Regions from separate parts of the Mus musculus genome. Here regions 2 and 3 are each linked to region 1. Evidence: chromatin contacts called from public promoter capture Hi-C data. All regions are on one chromosome and are shown on one strand. Each heading gives the region's core, a stretch centred on a gene start, on an enhancer-like site or on the middle of the called end of the contact. The rest is flanking DNA. Distances are from core to core; before and after follow the strand shown. Region 1 holds the start of Tars2 (threonyl-tRNA synthetase 2, mitochondrial (putative)). Region 2 holds the start of Anp32e (acidic (leucine-rich) nuclear phosphoprotein 32 family, member E). Region 3 holds the start of Car14 (carbonic anhydrase 14).

What was found. Promoter capture Hi-C pulls out the DNA fragments that hold promoters and counts their contacts.
Region 2: a contact with region 1 is called in a promoter capture Hi-C map of liver, with 4 times the contacts expected there. The contact joins the promoter of Anp32e here to the promoter of Tars2 in region 1. A contact is called at or near these places in 2 of 39 promoter capture datasets (erythroid cells and liver), 1 of 484 Hi-C or Micro-C datasets (CD4 T cells), 1 of 115 datasets of contacts at active chromatin or transcription factors (extraembryonic endoderm stem cells) and 3 of 9 other capture datasets (adipose tissue, liver and pancreatic islet).
Region 3: a promoter capture Hi-C map of neutrophils shows a contact between it and region 1, with 2.1 times the contacts expected there. The contact joins the promoter of Car14 here to the promoter of Tars2 in region 1. A contact is called at or near these places in 7 of 39 promoter capture datasets (cranial neural crest, hippocampal neurons, liver and 3 more), 2 of 484 Hi-C or Micro-C datasets (B cells and the G1E-ER4 cell line), 3 of 115 datasets of contacts at active chromatin or transcription factors (the 230-238 cell line and embryonic stem cells) and 3 of 9 other capture datasets (adipose tissue, liver and pancreatic islet).

The regions. Positions count from the first base shown.
Region 1 is chr3:95,752,397-95,756,736 of GRCm38.p6, reverse strand. Tars2 (threonyl-tRNA synthetase 2, mitochondrial (putative)) reads left to right here and starts at 1,760. Exons shown (of 18, transcript NM_027931.3): 1 at 1,760-1,979; 2 at 2,222-2,418; 3 at 3,607-3,730. The coding sequence starts at 1,899.
Region 2 is chr3:95,926,980-95,931,319 of GRCm38.p6, reverse strand. Anp32e (acidic (leucine-rich) nuclear phosphoprotein 32 family, member E) reads right to left here and starts at 2,063. Exons shown (of 7, transcript NM_023210.4): 1 at 1,670-2,063. The coding sequence starts at 1,723. Gm46815 (a long non-coding RNA gene) reads left to right here and starts at 2,295. Exons shown (of 3, transcript XR_001783926.1): 1 at 2,295-2,580.
Region 3 is chr3:95,902,960-95,907,299 of GRCm38.p6, reverse strand. Car14 (carbonic anhydrase 14) reads left to right here and starts at 2,615. Exons shown (of 11, transcript NM_011797.3): 1 at 2,615-2,980. The coding sequence starts at 2,926.

The sequences.
Region 1 (4,340 bases), core at 511-3,010:
ATTCCCGGGTGGTATCTCCCTGTGATCCTAACAAAAGGACACTGTAGAATAATTTAAAAAGTAGTGACAAAAATCTCTACCTTTTGAAATTTACAGTCACTACATGATCAGTACATATTTAACATATATTTATTGAGCACCTCCTAGATTGTTGTCTGCAGTATGACGCTACCCTGCCTCTGTTATAGTGCCACAAAAAAATCTAGGTCTGCCATTGCCATTTTTTGTGAATGTTGCACTCTGACCACAAGAACACACACACACTATCTTCCTCCCCACAGCCTTGTCTCTTTCTTTGTATTTCAGGATGTCTAACATATCAGAAGATGGAGCCCCAGAGTGGCCTATGACTCAAGTCAGCTGCCCTCCTCAGGCAGAACGAACATTGGGCTTTGGAAGCCTAGGTTAAGCAGCTTGTTCTGACAACTCTTCCACAAGACCCCATGATCCCATCACCACTGCAATCTGGGAATGGACTAAGTGTCCCCACCCCCAGGTGAGGGACTACTTGAGTTAATAAGGGTGCTAATAAGTTCATTTCCCTTTATGCTTCTCCACACATCTGACCGTGTTTCTGTTTTTACTGTGTAAAGCTAATATGTCTAGCCCTGCATCTGAGATTTAATGGAGAGAGATCAAAGAAAGAATAAAGAAAGATGAAGGTGGGGTGCTGATGAGAGACCAAAGGCTTATGTAAGGAACAGAGAACAAGATGTTGGATGTCTCTAAGATGGTCAGGGAGTCTATTGGAAATAAACTATGGAAAGAACAAGGTATGCTGGAAGAGTGCACACTGCAGATTCATCGGCACGCATGTTTTTTACCTTAAACTACCTTCTGTAATCTTTGAATTCCACATCTGAGACCTGTAAGATGGCTCAGCAGATAACAGGTACTTACTGCCCAAGCCTGGCAACGTGACTTTGACCCCTAAGACCCATGTAAAGTGAAAGGACAGAAGTGGCCACAGAAAGGTAGCATGTGACCTACAAAACTGTGCCGCCCACGCCTTCAAAGATTCTTCACACACACGCAATAATGATTGATTGATTAAATTCCACATCTGTGACATTAAGAGGTCTCTAAAGTCCCTCCACCACGACTGCAAAGGAATGACCACCAAGATAGTCTTAGAGTTGTTACATTCAGTGGTAATAACAGTGTCTTGCAAGCCGGGCAGTGGGCGTGCACGCCTTTTATCCCAGCACTCGGGAGGCAGAGGCTGGTGGATTTCTGAGTGCTAGGCCAGCCTGGTCTACAGAGTGAGTTCCAGGACAGCCTAGGGGAAAAAGAGAACAAAAACAACAACAAAACCAGTGTCTTGCTGCTGGTGCTAATTATCATATACCAAGCACCGAGATGAGCAATTTACACAAAATGTACCTTCAGAATGGAACATATATTTTTATTCTTGTTTTATAGATTAAAAAATCGAGATTACAGAAAGTTTACTTAAAAAAAAAAAAACTACTTAATGCCAGATCCAGGATTTACACTAAATGTTTAGTTCCAGTGTCTGTACTTGTTTCTTGTCAGCTTTAAGAATGTTTAATAAATTTTATAATTAAAGGAAAATGACTAACTTCCACTTCCTGTTTTTCTCTCATTCTTGCCCCAGGAGGTATGCCCTGTCCTCAAAGTTGGATGCCTTCTTGTCACTTTGGGAACCCAGACTGCAGGTGTGTGCAACAGCTTCCACTTTCCGGTCAACCGGAACCTTTCCCAGAGCGGCTGCTGCTGTGTGGGTTCTACCTCAGCGGAGTTCCTGGGGGTGGTGCCCGGCCGGAATGGCGGCTATGTTATCCAATAGGAAAGGATATTACTGACTTAGAAGCCAATGAGGAGCCTGGTGAGGAAGAAGCGGTGATCGGAGCATGGAGGTACCGATTTGAGACAGCATGGGTCTCTGTCTGAGGTGGCGCCGGCTTGGGTTCCCACTCCCAGAGTTCCGCCGCTGCGAGCTCCACACCGTGCGTGAGGTACGCCAAGCTCCCAACCATTTAGCCCAGCGGAGTCCAAGGGGGCAGGCTGTCCAGCCCCTCCTGGACCCTGCTGCCCCACTCGGAAATGTGCGGTTCCTTTGAATCCCCAAATTAAGACCTAGTGTCACCCAGTTTCCACCTTAAAACCAATGCTTCTTAAACACCCATAACCCCTACGACCCCATTCCGGAGTAGTGGAAATAAGCCCGCGATACCTCCTAACGTGCCTTTTCCTCCAGGCCTCTGCACCAACTCCTCCACATTGGTTGGCAGAACGATTTGGCCTTTTTGAGGAGCTATGGACCGCTCACGTGAAAAAGTTAGCAAGTATGACACAGAAGAAAGCCCGGGCTATTAAGATATCACTTCCTGAAGGCCAGAAGGTAGATGCTGTTGCATGGAACACAACCCCTTACCAACTGGCCCATCAGATCAGGTATCAAGCCAGCCTTTCTACCTACAAGAATTATTTTTCTGTCCTTTTCTGCACCCGGTCAGAAAATGAAAGCATCTTTTTGTTTCTCTTTGGTTTTTCGAGACAGGGTTTCTCTGTGTAGCCCTGGCTGTCCTGGAACTCACTCTGTAGACCAGGCTGACCTCAAACTCAGAAATCCGCCTGCCTCTGTCTCCCAAGTGCTGGGATTAAAGGCATGCGCCACCATTGTCCCGCTACATTTTTTCTTTTTCTTTGTTTCCCATCAGAAAGGTGTAGTCTTTGGGCAGGGAGGGGGTTAGGGTTGGGGGGGGGGGTCAGTCAGTCATTTAATTGATTACCACACAAGCATAAGGACCTGAAATATGAATTTGTGGAAGGAAACTGACTCCTAAAAATTGTCCTCTGACCCCCCCCCCACACACACACACACACTGTAGCATGTGTGCCCCACCCATAAATAAATGAAATAATAGTTTCAGGTTAAAAATAAAAAGGGTGTGGTGACATGTGCGTGTAATCTGGTCAGCCAACCTAGCCTGCTGGCGATGCTCTTTGCCAAAGAAAGACCCTCTTCTAAAGGCATGATTGTTGACTCCCGAGGAAGAATGCACACCTACTCCCCCAGAAAAGCATCTTGTTAAAAGAAAAAAAAAAAAAAAAAGGCTGGGCGTGGTGGCACACGACTTTAGTCCCAGCACTTGGGAGGCAGAGGCAGAGGCAGAGGCAGGGGGATTTCTGAGTTCGAGGCCAGCCTGGTCTACAAAGTGAGTTCCAGGACAGCCAGGGATACACAGAGAAACCCTGTCTCCCATGTGCTAAGATTGCAGGTGTGAACCCCTACGCTCAGATAGTCCTTCTTGCCAAGCATAGTGCTACAGGCCTGTAATCTTAGCATTCAGAAAGTGGAGGTCAAAGATTCAGAATTCAGGGCCAGCCTGGGCCAAACAGCAAGACCTGTCTTTAAAATAGAGGGTAGGATGAGGACTTTTTTTTTATAAGGATTTGTCTTTATAGTTTCAGAATTTCTGCCCTTCCCAATGTAGTGGATACATTGGGAAAAGAAACAGCAGATCTTTACTGCTCTGGAAACTTCACTCAGCAAATTAGAGTTGCTGAGAAAAGTCAGCCTCCTGCCCTGGGGATTGTAACAACTCTGTCTTCATTCCCACTACCCTCCTACTGCTACAGTGTAACACTGGCTGATACTGCAGTGGCTGCTGAAGTAAATGGAGAACTTTACGATCTGGACCGACCCTTGGAGACAGATTGTCACCTCAGATTTCTGACATTTGATTCCCCAGAGGGCAAAGCGGTAAGTTTCTCCCATATGGTGAGCACAGTGCCTAATTATCTGAGTGATCTTTAAACAGGAAAATGTAATTGTTCTTTTGCTTCACTTTCTCAATTCAAAAGTGGGGAGGAGACTGATCACAGACTAATTATTCCTGTGGAACCTGGAAAGTCTTCATGAAGGCTTTTATTTAGCATTGGTCTATAAAGCAAATACCTTGTGTGCTTGTGAAAGGGGGAGAAAAGGCTGAGAAATAGGATAACCTATTCAACCTCTTGTGCACACAGTGTAAGTCATCCGTGATGTCTGCCTAGTTCTCATGGGTTCCATAACGGAGCACAAAAGCCAGGGCCTTCCACTTTGTTTGTTATTAGAGTTCAGAAAAATATATTTATCATCTAAATGTGACTAGTGAACCAACCCAAGAATAGTTCCATCCCAGCAGATCCCAGGAACAGAAAATAATGGCACTAAGCAAAACAGACTGCTAGGACAGCTACTGGGTGGGGCCCCGGTGTGTAGCAACAACACACACAGCAGTATTAAAGAACTGTGGGTTGGTTTTGTTGTTCTGTTTTGTATTTTTAGGACAGTGTCTGGCTATGTAGCCCAGGTTCAGGCTCCAGCAAGA
Region 2 (4,340 bases), core at 814-3,313, 170 kb before region 1:
TCTCTGTGTAGCCCTGGCTGTCCTGGAACTCACTCTGTAGACCAGGCTGGCCTTGAACCCAGAAATCCACCTGCCTCTGCCTCTCGAGTGCTGGGATTAAAGGCATGCGCCACCACCGTCTGGCTGTTCGTTTTTGAGACAGCTGTAGTCAAACTCAAAACTGGCCTCAAACTCAAAAAGATCTGCCTGCCTCTGCCTTGAATTAAATGCCTACCACGCCAAGCAATTCTTAAGCCTTTGGATTCTGGTCTTAACCAGAGACTTCTTAGAGCTCAGCAAGAGTTTTGTAGACCTAGTGTCAGAATCCCAGCTCTTCAACTTTACTCCTATTTGCTAATTTGGATTCTAGAACAATACAACCCAGCTTACATTTTCCCAAGGAGAAAGTAAATAAATGGGAGTGCCTTATAAACTATCTATATAAACTTAACTGTTACCACACCACACCAAAGGAAAGAGACTGCAAAAAGGCATGTCAAGCAATCCTCCAAATTGAAGGTGAAAGGATGGGGCGGAGGGGACGACCCATTTTTGCTCCACAAGACTTCTGAGAAACTGCTTGTTTTGATTTGCTTTGCCTTGTTTGACAGAGTCCCACTTGCAACCAGCGTCCTACCTCGGCCTCCCTCCCAAGGGCTGGGAATTTCTTGATATGAGAAGTACAGATTTACAGATATACAGAATTACAGATATCACTCACCACGTCCTGCTGACAGCTTTCAACTTTTGAGTTTTTCTAGAATCTTCTAAGAAGCTCTAGAAAACTTCCATTGCTCCCAGAGATAACCCTCACAGCAACAATGTTTCCACCACCTCTCTCTCGCCTCCAGTCACCAAAACCCGCAAAGGAACCACGAAAATCAGCAGGGCTCAGGGACCGTTGGCTCTGCATGATAACTGTGGAGGCCCGGCAGATGCCCGCCTTTGAGCGGGCGTCAAGGGACCACGGCGGCGCGGACCCCTTGTCCCTCGATTTCACGCCGCGGCCGCGAATCAGCGAGCCTGGTCCCCGCCCGCCGCGGCCAATCTCCAGACCCGCGGACCTGGCGTAAACCGCTAGGGAATCCGACGGCGGGGAGTCGGGGCGACGCCTCCCGGGCCCCCTTCAAGACTCGGGACTCTTCCCTACGACCGCACTGAGCGCAGCGAGGCTCGCACAAGCCTCCAGCTTGCGTAAAAGTCCGCGCGCCACGCGGATCGCGGCCCGCGCCGTCGGGTCCCGGGATTCCGCTGCGGCCCCGGCCGCGGCGCGTGCTGCCCGCGAGCGGGCACGGTCGGAGGGAGCGTGGGGCACAGATCGGCGCGAGTCCCACACCCGGGGCCGCGGCCGGCCGAGTGGCGGCGCCGCGGGAAAGTTACACCAACTTCGCAGGTGGCGAGGACCCGGGGGTCGCGCCCACGCCGCCCGCGCCCGCGATGCCGGGCCACCAGTCTGCGAGGACGCCATGGGGCTGAGCCCCCGCGCGCTCACGAAAATGCCCCTAGAAACTTAAGCCCTTCGCCATTTTAAGCACAAGAGCCTGGTGATTTAAAACTTAAAATAAACACCCCGCCTCCACCCCAAGTGGGGGCGCGCTTCCCAGCCCGCCCTGCGCACCCACCCGGACCCCCGAAGCCCACCCCTCACGATCCAGGGCGGGAGGGGACTATGGGGGCTGAGTCATCTCACCTCCTCCGGGGCTCTGTTCTTCAACTCCATGTTAATCTTCTTCTTCATCTCCATGTCCTCCTCCTTTCCCCTCGCCTGCCCTCCCCACTATCCCCAACCCTAAAAAAACCTCTAAAGGTCTGGAGATGAATGAAAAGAGACGCAAAGACGAACGCCCACTACCACACGGGTGTGGGAGAGAAAGAAAAGAATAGCAAATGGAGTCCGACGACTTGGGACTAACTCGGCTGCCCCCACCTCCGAGTCCACACACCCGCGCGCGCACACTCGGGCACGCACACACTTTCACACAGAGAGAGTGAGGGAGAGAGACACGCGCGCGCCCGCAGTTCCTTCCCCTTCAATGGCTGCTGCGAGACTGAGCCTCCATGACACGGCACCGCCAACCCCCCCTAGCCTACACTCCACCCACCTCCCAACGGGATTGGTCGAGTCCTTAGCGTCACACGACTCCATTGGGCTAGAGGGTTGTCCATTTGTCTTTAGGGGGGACCTGGACCAGAAACTCAGTGTCTATTGGCTCTGACTAGGCGCGCAGTTAATTCCGATAGGTTCGGGAGGATGTACGTCCCGGAGAAATGATTTTGAATCCCAGTCGCCCCCCTCCTTTTCTTTGTGTGATTGGCGCGCTTTCCCCTTGGTAGTAGGACGGTTTGGGTGTCTGTTGGGTTTGTTTTTGTTTGTTTGGGGTTTTTCTGGCTTCAGGGTTAAAAGGAAGGGAAAAGGCGTCGTTGGCATCCCCAAGTTGTAAGTGGGTCATGCAACACACTGCACCCAGAGCTTTCGGTGGTCTTAAAGCACAAGCCTTCTGCTCTGCGGCTAAAGTGTAAGCAGGGGCGCGAGCGCGAACAGCGTGTTGGTGACACCTCCCCGTCCCGAACTGCTTGTAGAACCAGAGCGTGATAAAGAAGGTATTTTAACTTCCAACATAAAGGGGGGAACGGCTCTGAAAGCAGAGTTGAGTTTAGCACGTTGAGTCAGAAGCCTTTAAATAAAACTGTCCAGGAGGAGTTGATACTGAGGTCATTTGTCACTGCTAAAAAGTTGGAATATTAGAGCCAGCCGCGGTGGCACACGCCTTTAATCCCAGCACTGGAAGGCAGAGTCAGGCAGATCTCTGAATTCGAGGCCAACCTGGTCTACAGAGCGAGTTCCAGGATTACACAGAAAGGGGGGTGGGGTGGGGAGAGACTGTTTCCAAAAGACAGAAAAACAAACAAACAAAATTGACACCTTAGAGGAAAAATAACACAGGCCTAAAGAAACACAATTATCAGAAACTGTCCAGCAAGGCCTCTCCTTTCCTACAGGAATCTACTTAAAATGTTCTTTTAAGTGTGAGGGGATGGAGAGGCAATGACCTCTAGCAGAGGTTCCACCCTGGTTCGATTTCTAGCACCCATATAGTGGCTCATAATCACCCATAACTACAATGCCAGGAAATTCAGAGGCATCCTCCGGACTCCACAGGCCACAGGCACAGATGCATTGTGTGTGCGTACGTGCAGGCAAAACACACGGATATGCAAAAACAAAATAAGTAAATTAAAAACAAAACCAAAACTTTTTTTTTCTGTTTAATGTTCCTGAAAGATCCAACATTCCTTTAATCATAGCCCTCAGAAGGGAGAGAGGGGCAGATCCACAGTCATCTACTAAGTAAATCCAAGGCCAGCCTCTGTCACAAAATAACAATAACAACAGAAACTATGTAATTATTTCTTTTAGATTCCTTTTTCTCTGCTTCTTAGTTGCCATGTGTTGCAATTCCTTCTGTGATAAACTATACCAAGATCTGTGAACTAAAACAAATCCTTTCTCCCTTCAAAATATTATTTTTATCTTTTTTTTGGTGGGAGATGAAAAGTACAAAACAGGGTATCTTCATGTAGCCCTGGCTGTCCTAGAACTCAGTCTGTAGACCAGGCTGGCCTCGAACTCAGATCCCTTTGCCTCCTGAGTGCTGAGATCAAAGGCTTGTGCCACAGGGCTAGAGAGGTGGTATAGTGGTTGAGTTATGCTGCGCGTACTTGTTCATTCAGAAGACGCCAGCGGTGCTTCACAACCATCCTTAACTTCAGTTCCAGGGGGTTCAGCATCTCCGAACCTCCAGGACGAAGCATGCATGTGGGCCACAGCCACACATGCGCAGAAAACACTCAAAATAATATTAAAAGGAGGGAAGGGATACACCACTACCACCGAGTTTGGTTTTGGGGCTTGTTTGTTTTGTTTTGTTTTGTTTGAAGTGGTTGGGTAATTTGAGACTGAGTTTCTTCTGTGTAGCTCTGAGTGTCCTGGAACTCATTCATGTAGACTAGGGTGGCCTTGAACTCACAAAAATCCAATAGCCTCTGCCTCTAGGATTAAAGATGCATACCACCTCCTCCCGGCTATTTTTTATCTTAAAGCACTTTTTTTTTTGGGGGGGGGGGTTCGAGACAGGGTTTCTCTGTATATCCCTGGCTGTCCTGGAACTCACTTTGTAGACCAGGCTGGCCTCGAACTCAGAAATCCTCCTGCCTCTGCCTCCGAGTGTCGGGACTAAAGGCGTGAGCTGCCACCACCACTCGGCTTAAAGCTCTTTTCTTAGTTCTGGTTATATTCTGCCACATTCGTTTATATCATTACTAGGATAATTATCCAAAGGCATTCCACATGATTTGCAGAA
Region 3 (4,340 bases), core at 1,366-3,865, 150 kb before region 1:
TGACTCCCTCCTTTATTCAACAGCCTGCACCCCAGCATACAAGCTCGGGGAGCTGACTGGGCTCGTTGCAAGGACATTCTAAAGGCGTGAGTTTAAATACCTAAGTTAAGAACTTTTAAGAAAGGATAAACATAAAGTCACCACGCTGGAACACTTTGATCCGACATTCACGTTTCACTGCTTTGCAAGGACAGGAGGTGGCGCCACTCGGCAGCGGAATGTCTCAGGTTTGGTGGTCCTTGGGCCAGGTGCAAGGGGAGAAGAGGGTTTAGGAGCGAGAAGAGCCCTAACGAAACAAGAGTTTGAGAAGAAACTACTCGGAAGAAATAGTACCCAGTCACCCTTTCTTTTTTCTTTCCTTTTCCTTTCCCTTTTCACATAGCAGCCCCTTTGCACCTACTCCAAATCAACACAGCTAGAAAGCAATGACTGAAGTGTTCACAGGATCTAAACAAGTTCGTTCTTTCTCTCCCCGTCTCCCCTCTCCCCTCTCCCTCTCCCCTCCCCCTCTCTCTGAAACCAGTTTTATTTATTTGGAGGGAATCGGAATTCCCGGAGAGGCTGCTGGTTCCGGAGCCTAAGTGTTGACTCGGGACTAAGACTTTTTTTTTAAGGACGCATTTTATTTTTTTAATGGTTTTATTTTATGTGCATTGGTGATTTGCCTGCATGTATGTCTGTGTGAGAATATCCGGTTCCTTGGAACTAGAGTCACAGACAGTTGAGAGCTGCCAGGTGGGTGCTGAAAATCGAACCCATTCCTCTGGAAAAGCAGCGAGAGCTATTAACCACTGAGCCATCTCTCCAGCACCAGGGCTAAGACTCCTTTGAAGCAGTATTTTTTATTTTTTATTTTTTATTTTTTGAAGCAGTATTCAAAAGTGTAGGCAAAGTCCCCAAACTCTCAGCACCAACTGCTGTCCAGAAGGAATCCCAAGTTTTAAAAATTCGTAGAGAAGCCAAGAGGTGGCGCCAGGCGAGACGCACTTCCTGGGAGGCTGAAAGTCGGTCGTAGATGCTGCAGGGGAGCTCTGTCCTGATAGGGGTTATTCTATCCAAACCTCCTCTTTCCTACCTTGTGAAATATGTGTCAATTCTCCTTTCACCCCCACCCCACCCCCCTCTTAACTTTCCGGACACCAAAGAAATCTTAACTTGTATTCACATCTTTTATTCTTCCTAGATGGGACTGGATGAGGCTTTGGAAGAACTTTAAGACGGAAACTTTTTTTTAGGGGATGAAGTATTCGCAAAGCGATAAAACGTTGTGTGTGTGTGTGTGTGTGTGTGTGTGTGTGTGTGTGTGTATTTTAAATATATATATATATTTTTAAAAAGTCCTTACTCTGAAGCTCAGTCGTGGGACAGAAAAGCACTCTGAGCTCCTGTCTCCGCAGGAGTGATGACCTGGCACATGCATTATTCTGTTCATTTGGCTTTTATCCCGTGCCCTTGTTTGGCTTCTGCTCCTTTGTTTTGGCTATTTATTGCTACTTGATAGGAGTAAGGAGGGCAGAAAGACCTCACAGAGGTTATGGAGGAGAGATTTCACCATCTAGCTTGAAATTATCTGTGGTCTTCACACTCACTAATGAGGGACTTAGGATGTACATTCCGATCGGGATTTCTAGTCCCGTGGGGGAGCGCACACCAGCCACATTCCTGAGACGCCACGCAGCCTCCATGCTCCACTAGCAAACTCAGTTCCACCACAGCAAGTTTCACTTGATCCCACAGGACCTGCCTGGACCCTTTGTTGGGTGGGCGGGAAGCCCCTGGACCCCTCACCCACCTGGTCACATGGCCTTTCTATGGCCCCTCCCCTCTCTTTCTTTGGAGTCCGCCTTTTTCTCATGGTGACAGTAATTGTTTCTACAGTCACCCATCACTCCTCCTGCCCGGCCTCTCTGCTAGGGGTCAGTGTCCTCTTCAGTGACAAAAGGCGCCCTAGATCTGGGCTCCCTGGGGAGGGAGGTGGCTGGATCTGGTAGTTAGAATGCTGTCTCTCCCTGGTGCTGCGACAACCCCTCCCCCGCTGTGCACACAAATGGGCTTTATCCGGCAAACAAAACCGCACCCCCACCCCAGGCTACACAGGCACGTGGACCTAAGCCTCACCAAGGGAAGGGGGTGGTGACAGGCGCCAGAGAAAGACGAGGCAGAAGACAAATATTCTCCTCGCCCCACTTCTTGCTCTCCACAATCCAGATTTTAAAGTTTGACTTTCCACTCCCCACCTGCTCCCTGAGCCTCCAACTTCTGTTCTCCTATCTCCCGAATCTGAATTCTTTCTGGTTCCAACCAGCTCAACTTCTCTTGGTTTCAGAAACAGGTTCCCCACCAGCAGTCCCATACCACCCAGGGATGTGCTCCTCAGGCAGGGGAATGAGAACACGGTGTCCTGGGAGGGAGAGGTGCGAAACCCCCCTTCCCTGACCGAGAGTTCCAGGGGACACCCGTACGAGCGGCAGTGTAAATAGCAAAGGAAGAGCTCACTCCAGGGTCCTGAGCCAAGGCCAGGGCGCTGGGCTCTGCTGGGCCATCCTGCATGCCTAATCCGCTATTTAAGGAGCTGCTCGGCTGCAGCCCAGGCACCACCCCCCTCCTCACGTACACCGGTTTCGAGCCACCTTAAAAGCGGGAGGCAACTGTGAAGTTGCTGGCCAGTAAGTGGTGTGGAGATTACGAAGGGACATACGGAGAGGGCAGAGAGAGGAAGAGAGAGAAAGTGAGAGAGGAAGAAATTTATCCTGGGATCCAGAAGTTCGTGTTAACCTGTGGAAAATCAAGTCCCTGGAAGTCTGCAGAGACAGAGACAAGAAGAAAAGAGATAGAACGCCAGAAACTCCTCTCTCTCCCTCCCTCTCCACCTCTCTCTTCTAAACCCCAAATTCCTGGTCCCTTGTACCCCATTGTGGGGATAATATGTTGTTCTTCGCTCTCCTGTTAAAGGTGACTTGGATCCTGGCTGCAGATGGGGGTAGGTACAACTGGGTCTGTGCTAATGTCCACCCGTAGCCATGTGTACTTATGTGGGGGAGGAGAGGTTTCAGAAAGGGAAGCCTAGGGGCTGGGGGGTAGGGGGGGGAGGCATGGGGTGGGAGAAAGACTATGGAGGAGATCCTTCCATTCTTTTCCTTTTCCTCTCTAACCCAGCGATTACTGCTATCTCTGCGACAGGGAGAGCTAGCCAGAGGCCAGTGTGTGAATGCTCAGGAGTGTAGGACACTCGGCCAGCTACAGTTCTCCAGTCCACTCTTTCCCCACTGCCCTAGTCCCGGGCAGCCCTCCTGCCCGTCTTTGTTTACGCACTCTGCTGGTTAGGGAGAGCAGGGGTGAGAAGGGACACGTGCTGCAGTCCTGCCCGACTCAGACCCCGACCCTCTGCTGATCAAAGGATAACTCCATTACCTGCCAAGGGGCAGGGGCAGCTGGTCCATTTCCCTGAAAGGAACACGACTAAACGTTTGCTCAGCTCTTTATAGTGTACAAAGGGCTTTCAGGATTAGGAGAGAGGTGGGGAGACGTTGGAGAAAACAAGCTAAGTTGTTTCTGGAACGCCTGAAGGATTCCCACAACTTTTTTTGTTGTTATTGCTTATTTTTATTTACTTTTTTTTTTGAGACAAGGTTTCACGTGGCCAGACCTATCTCAAACTCACTCTGTAGCTGAGGTTAGACCTGCTTGGCTCTGCCTCCCCATGCCTGGTTTCTACACCCTGTTTTTGTGCTTCTCAGGCCCCATTCTGTATCCAGCACATAGTAGGTGAGGGATTAAAGTTTATTGGAAGGACGAGGTGGGGGGGGGGATTATCTAGAAAGCGAGAGGAAGATGGGACCAAGGGATCCAAAAGAAAATGAGGAGTCACAAATCTCTTCTGAGAAGAAACAATTTGGAAAGAGGAAAAAAGAGGCATTAGAATCAGCTCAGAGCATTTCACAGGAAGGGCAGGGCACCTTCACAACAGCCAGAGAACTCTAGTTGTTGGAGTATCCTAAAGAGATAGTGAAGGAGGGGTGGGGGGGAGCTACTCGCAGAGTTGCCCCCGCTGAGGAATGGAGCGGTGTGAGCAGTTAAAGGAATAACAAGCAAGATGGGCATTGGACCACACGCTTGCAATCCCAGCTCTCAGGAGGCTGAGACAGGACTGCCACAAGTTTGAGGTCAGCCTGAAGCACACTGTGAATACAGGGCCAGTATGGACTACAGAGTAAAATCATGTCTCAAACAAAATAATTAAAAGACTAATGAAGAGGAAAAGGAACAGGGTATTTCCCCCCAGTTTCTAGAGTTAAATAGAACAAGCCAATCTCCAAGAAGACTTCCTTTTCTCCTTGAAG